Regions from separate parts of the Mus musculus genome. Here region 1 is linked to region 2. A link is a contact called in public HiChIP or PLAC-seq data. All regions are on one chromosome and are shown on one strand. Each heading gives the region's core, a stretch centred on a gene start, on an enhancer-like site or on the middle of the called end of the contact. The rest is flanking DNA. Distances are from core to core; before and after follow the strand shown.

Region 1 (2,700 bases), core at 30-2,529, 130 kb after region 2:
AGCACTTCATTCAGAAGAAGGGAGTTTCTAAGTCCGGGTCACACTCAAGAAGGGGGAACTATGCTTGATCTTTGTTAAAAAAGAAAAAAATCAAAAAAATTTAACAGACTTTAAACCCTTAGGAAAGGGTCAGTTATTTTAAATGAATTACCAAAAGTAAAGGGGGCGGGGGAGATAGGAGCTGCACAGACTAAATCACAGATTAATAAATTAAGGCTTTAAAAACAGAAGGAAGAGAAAAATGCCTAGGATTGCTTTCTCAGGTTTTGAGTTTTGCATGTATTTTTAAGTACTCTAATACACGTCAAAGATAAGAGAGAAAAATTTCCAAAATGATTTCCAAACTTAAGGTCTTCCATGAAGATAATGTTTTTCAAAAAATATTTTTTTATTCTACATTGTTCAGTAATCAGTATTGTCAAAGCTTATGTGTTTAAAAAAAAAGAACACATTTTATAAACATGATCCTTCATAATTGCTGAGTACTTTTCAAATCATTTTAGGAAGGTGAATGGTTGGTAATCTCCAATCAGAAATACAAAAATGTTTCTTAAATCTCTAAGCATTATTGAATGGGATTTCTGTCTCTTAAGCGCTGTAAGAAAACAAGGAAATTATGAAAACACATTGGGAAAGATTCCCAATGTTTGGCCTCTTATGGCTTCTCAGGATGAGGCCAAAGTCACTGGGATAGTGACAGTTTGGACTGCACTTTGAGTATATCATGGAAAGATATAAACCACTTCTGTTTTCCTAACTGTACTTCTAAAAGATTAAATGTCACCTCTAAAGGATTAAGTGTCATTGTGCTGCCCAAATCCCCTGGTTAAAAAAAAAAGCTCACTGTATTATCTTGGTTTATGACTACAAAGGCAGCACTAGGTCCCAGTAGCCCATGAGGAGACCCAAGCCATCTGTGTTTACCTCTACACTTCCTACCACAAGTACAACTTCTATGTGATCCCCATCACAGAACCACAAGGTCAACCCACAGGTCACACTAGCCACAGATTACATTTGAGTGACTCCCTCACTAATGTTCATGGTAAGCAGGTACTTACAGCCACTGGAAGGCAGCTTCCCAATGAAGAACCTATCCGGTCAACATACAACAGGCAACTTATGATATACTTAGTGAGCCCTGTCACACAGCAGGTGAAGGTGATGAAAACAGTGTGTGTAATGAGCAAGGCTCATCTTCCTCCCAAGTGTGGTACTCTGGGTAAGTTGTCTGGCTAAGCTCCAGTTTCATCATCTGAGACATGGGCTTGTTTGACTTAGTCTAGAGGATAGCATCAGTGCTTAGTGGCCATGTTCTCTGAGAGGCAGTCCTTTAGCACTCTGTCATACTACATTAGATCCCCAGAATCTCTTTCTGCAGTCAAATATTGTCCTTGAGCTTAACAAGTGTGGCAAAGCTACAGTTTTCTTTTTTTGAAACCTGTGTATAGTGTATACAGTATAGAGTCTAGCAGTATATATGTGCCATTCTTCATTTATGAATCCCGTTCATTTAATGTTTTTCTAAATCCCAGTAAGGCTCCTGAGCATCATCTTATACACTGTAAGTGTATTTTATTGTCACCTCACAGCATGAAAACTAAGGTAGCATTTGAGACATCAGAGTAAGCTTAACCATATGAACACCACTCATGTGAGAAGCTAAACAAAACAGAACAAAACGGAATCAGTCCCTCAAATGGATGCCTGTGGCTTTTCTGGTTACTCTCAAAAAGCCACTCCCTACAAAAGGCCCACCACATTTCAGGGGTTTACCAGAATGAAGTCAGAGACAGAAGTTGTAAATTAGGTTTCAACAACATCCAGGCACTCCAGACTGAGACAACTGTCATTGCTGATCTGAGATGTTACATCTGTGGTCAACTAAATTCCAAACATCTGGGCACACCTGTGAGGACTCCTTTTTGGGTCACCTGAGGTGACAAGACCCACCTGAAGTCCGGCCACATCTGCTGGCGCCAGCCCATATAAAAGACCGTGGAGGAGGGAGCTTCTGCTTCCTGCCGGTGTGCCCTGGCTTTCCATGGAAAGGGTCATCCGCCCTGCTGCTGAGGGGTCCTTCACAGGTATTAGACCCTACTTCTATATTCAAACAGAGCAGAGACATCCAGCCTCATGACCTAAACAACTACAGGGTTCTTGGCATTGCCATCAAGAGACAACCATTGTCGAGCTGGATTTACTGATTTTCCACAATATAATACAGAAATTAGGCACACTAAGTCCCCTCAACAACTCTTTAATACCACCACAAACTGGAAGCCACTCTAATAAGTCCCTATTAATATAAACATATTTTTATATTATGTTTATATGAAACATAAATGTTTTTATTCATTCTATCAGTTTTGTTGATTAAAAATCAAACCTGGACTTATCAAACAGTCATTAACTTATCTGTGTTATTTAAATAAATATCTTATAATCTTCTTGAAGTCAGAGAAATGACATAGTGGCATAAAACATGATGATAATATTGTACAATGTTCTAAGGAGTGGGGAGGGGCTGACAGGAACAAGCTCCCCCTCAGACTAGTGAGTCTAAGCTCTCACGGGGGATGGGGTAGGCAGGGAAGGGCCTGGGGTCAGTTTCTGCCTTGTTCACATTCCTTTCAGCTCTATAGCTGTACAATAATAACACTAAGAACCCTGAACTTACTGAGACTTCAGTGATATAAC
Region 2 (2,700 bases), core at 95-2,594:
TGATTAATTTCAAGTGAGCAGCCAGGCAAAAACTGAGAGCCCCTTCTCCCTCTCCTTCTACCGGGCTGGGTGGAAGGTGGGCTCTTCGGTGTTGGAGGACCTGCAGCGTAAACTGGCATTAAGCACACAGGCACACACAGGTGCTCTCTGTGATACCAAGACATGGACAGAGCTTGCCATCCCTGTGTCCGGTTGAAGAAAGTAAATGTGGGAGATGGGAAGGCTTGTTCAAGGTCATGCATCTGGCTAGGTCCCCAAGAAGTGTCAGAGCCAGACTCTACTCCCCCTCAGCCCACTATTCTGTGTAGGTGGTCCCCACATCTGGGCCCCTTTTCTGTGACTGCTAAGGATGCTCCTTCTCAATGGTCCTTCCTTCCTAACAGGGTGCGACAAATAGAATTACGTTTTTTCCATTTATGTTTGGTTTTGTTGAGATGGGGACTTATACTCTAACCCAGGCCAGCCTCACACTTACTATGGAAGTCTAGGAAATCCTCCTGCCTCAGCCTCCTCACTGTTAGGCTTACAGTTTATTTATACCAAGGCCAACCAATGCCAACTGGACTAGAGATTCTGGAACGTTCTGTTGGGCCATCAGGAAGAATCTGCTTCTCCAGGATTCTTCTATACAGTTAGGGTAAGAGGGAGGGGCAGGGTTCAGTGGCCCCGCCTACTTGAAGATTTCGATTGAGGTTTCACCCTGTGCTCGTTCAGGCCAGCGCTTGCTGATGGGCAGGCATACTTGACATCCATTAGGAGCTTGCTAACTGAGATGCGGAAGCACTGATAGAACACTAAGAGGGTAGGGAAGAGGTAAGGCCAACAGACACTCCATGGTAAGGTAGAGGCTGGAAAGGGCTGTGAGCGACCTGACACTGTGGGCCCAGGAGAATCTGGAGAGGCCAGAGCTCAGGCGCCAGCCACTTCCGCCTCAGCTTGTCTCTTTTCATTCACATGCACACGCTGTTTCCAGTAAGTTAAAAAAAAAAAGTGTGAATGTCACCTTACAAAGAACAATTGTAACCATCTACTCAGAAAGCCCCTGGGAGGCTTTCTGGTATAAGAAGTAGGAACCCTTACAGACTCAGCTTGCATCCTCTAACACCCGGAGACTCGGAAGTCCCTACAGTTTACCCGCTCAGGGTTTCCATCTCCTGGATGGCCATACTGGGTTAGTTAGTGGACCAATCCACTCAAGTGAACAGTTGAACTTATTGTTTGGCAGGGGCAAGAATGGCCTCATCTTGGCTCTGAGCCCAACTCTATGGCATCAGTGGAACTCTGCCCTGCTGGAGGTGTGTGAGCAGGGGCATCCTGCCTGCCCCGGAGATGATGAGCTGCCCAGACACCAGTACTTCTGCCTTGATACCACGACTCTGAAACTGACTCAGAGTGGGGAGGGGGTTTACCACCAGGACCTGAGGACCAAAGAAGAGGAACTTGAAGAGTTTCATTTTTACTCTTAAATCCACAGAGCTCACTAACTCTTACGAGAGCACGCCTGTGGCGGATGAATCAACTTATTACAGGAAGTCAGGGTCTGAACCTCCAGAGACTTCGCTCTAGGTCTGGTGTCCTAGCCCTTCCCCCAAACCCCTCTACCCAGATTGCTTTGAAGCCTGACTTAGGAAACAGCACAGCCATTCATTGTCAGCATGGTGGGCTCAGGCTCAAGGGCCCTGTGGGCATAGGATAGCTAGTCTAGGAACCCTTAAAAGTGTGGTGACAGACACTTCACAGGAGACTAAGAAATCCTTCCTGGGATCAAAAGGCCATTTTCCCTGGCTAGGAAAGACTAACGTGTGACTTTCCTTTGGTTTCAGTGGACAGAAAATCTCATAGGCAGTCCATATAAGTGGAAAAGACCATCTCTAACTTAATAATATATGAAAAATATGATATCTCCCCATTATCCCTCCTTATCGCTTTGGGAGATCAGGTTCAAGTTAATCCCAGCAAAGTCTAGGAGAAACCAAGCATACCTTGCAGGGATGGGGTATAGGACTAAGGGGGCTGTGCTGGGATGCTGGCACATCCCAGAAAAAAAAGAGCAAGAGAGAGCAGGTTCTTACTGGGCCTCAACTTTACTCCAGAGCAGATGCAAGTCTATATTTTATTTTAAAAGTGTTGGTAAAGAACCAGGAAGCATACAAGAGCTGGTCTAAGCCCCCTCCCTGACACATATAGAGCAGAAGACTGCCTGGTCTGGGCTCAGTGGGAGAAGATGCACCTAACCCTTGAGAGACTTGAGGCCCCAGGGAGTGGGGAGGCCTGGCGGGGAGAGGGGGGCATTCTCTTGGAGACAGAGAGAGGAAGAATGGGATGAGGAACTGTGGAAGGGAGGATGGGGAGGAGGGCAATGACTAGACTGTAAAAAAAAAGTAATTAAAAAAAAACTGTTGGTAAAGGGGCTAGGGAGATGGCTTAGTTAGTAACTGAGCTCAGGTCCCCAACACCCAGGTAAAAAACTAGGCATGGCCACAGGTAGCCATACCCCTAGTGCTTACAGGTGATGACAGGTGAGTTCTTAGAGCTTGCTGAGCAGTTAGTCTAGCCAAACAGTGAATGTCCCGTGCAATGATACTATTTCAAACGGAAAATGGGCACAGTGCATGCCTTCAATCCCAGCACTGAGAAGCCAGAGGCAAGTTGGTCTCCATGAATTTGAGGCAGACTTGGTTCACACAGGGAGTTAGAGGC

The links. HiChIP or PLAC-seq counts read pairs in DNA pulled down with a chosen protein or histone mark.
Region 1: a BATF HiChIP or PLAC-seq map of CD8 T cells shows a contact between it and region 2, with 8 read pairs. The contact joins two enhancer-like sites. A contact is called at or near these places in 1 of 115 datasets of contacts at active chromatin or transcription factors (CD8 T cells) and 1 of 9 other capture datasets (liver).

The regions. Positions count from the first base shown.
Region 1 is chr15:64,204,817-64,207,516 of GRCm38.p6, forward strand. All of the region lies in intron 4 of Asap1 (ArfGAP with SH3 domain, ankyrin repeat and PH domain1), which reads right to left. Among named protein-coding and RNA genes, the nearest start is that of 1700010G06Rik, 110 kb to the right of the region's middle. Within about 2 kb of position 1,280, at least 34 of the 459 cell types and tissues checked have an H3K27ac peak or open chromatin away from gene starts, as enhancers often do. A contact at or near this core is called in CD8 T cells, where this site is marked.
Region 2 is chr15:64,074,452-64,077,151 of GRCm38.p6, forward strand. No RefSeq gene overlaps it. Among named protein-coding and RNA genes, the nearest start is that of Cyrib, 15 kb to the left of the region's middle. Within about 2 kb of position 1,345, at least 112 of the 459 cell types and tissues checked have an H3K27ac peak or open chromatin away from gene starts, as enhancers often do. A contact at or near this core is called in CD8 T cells, where this site is marked.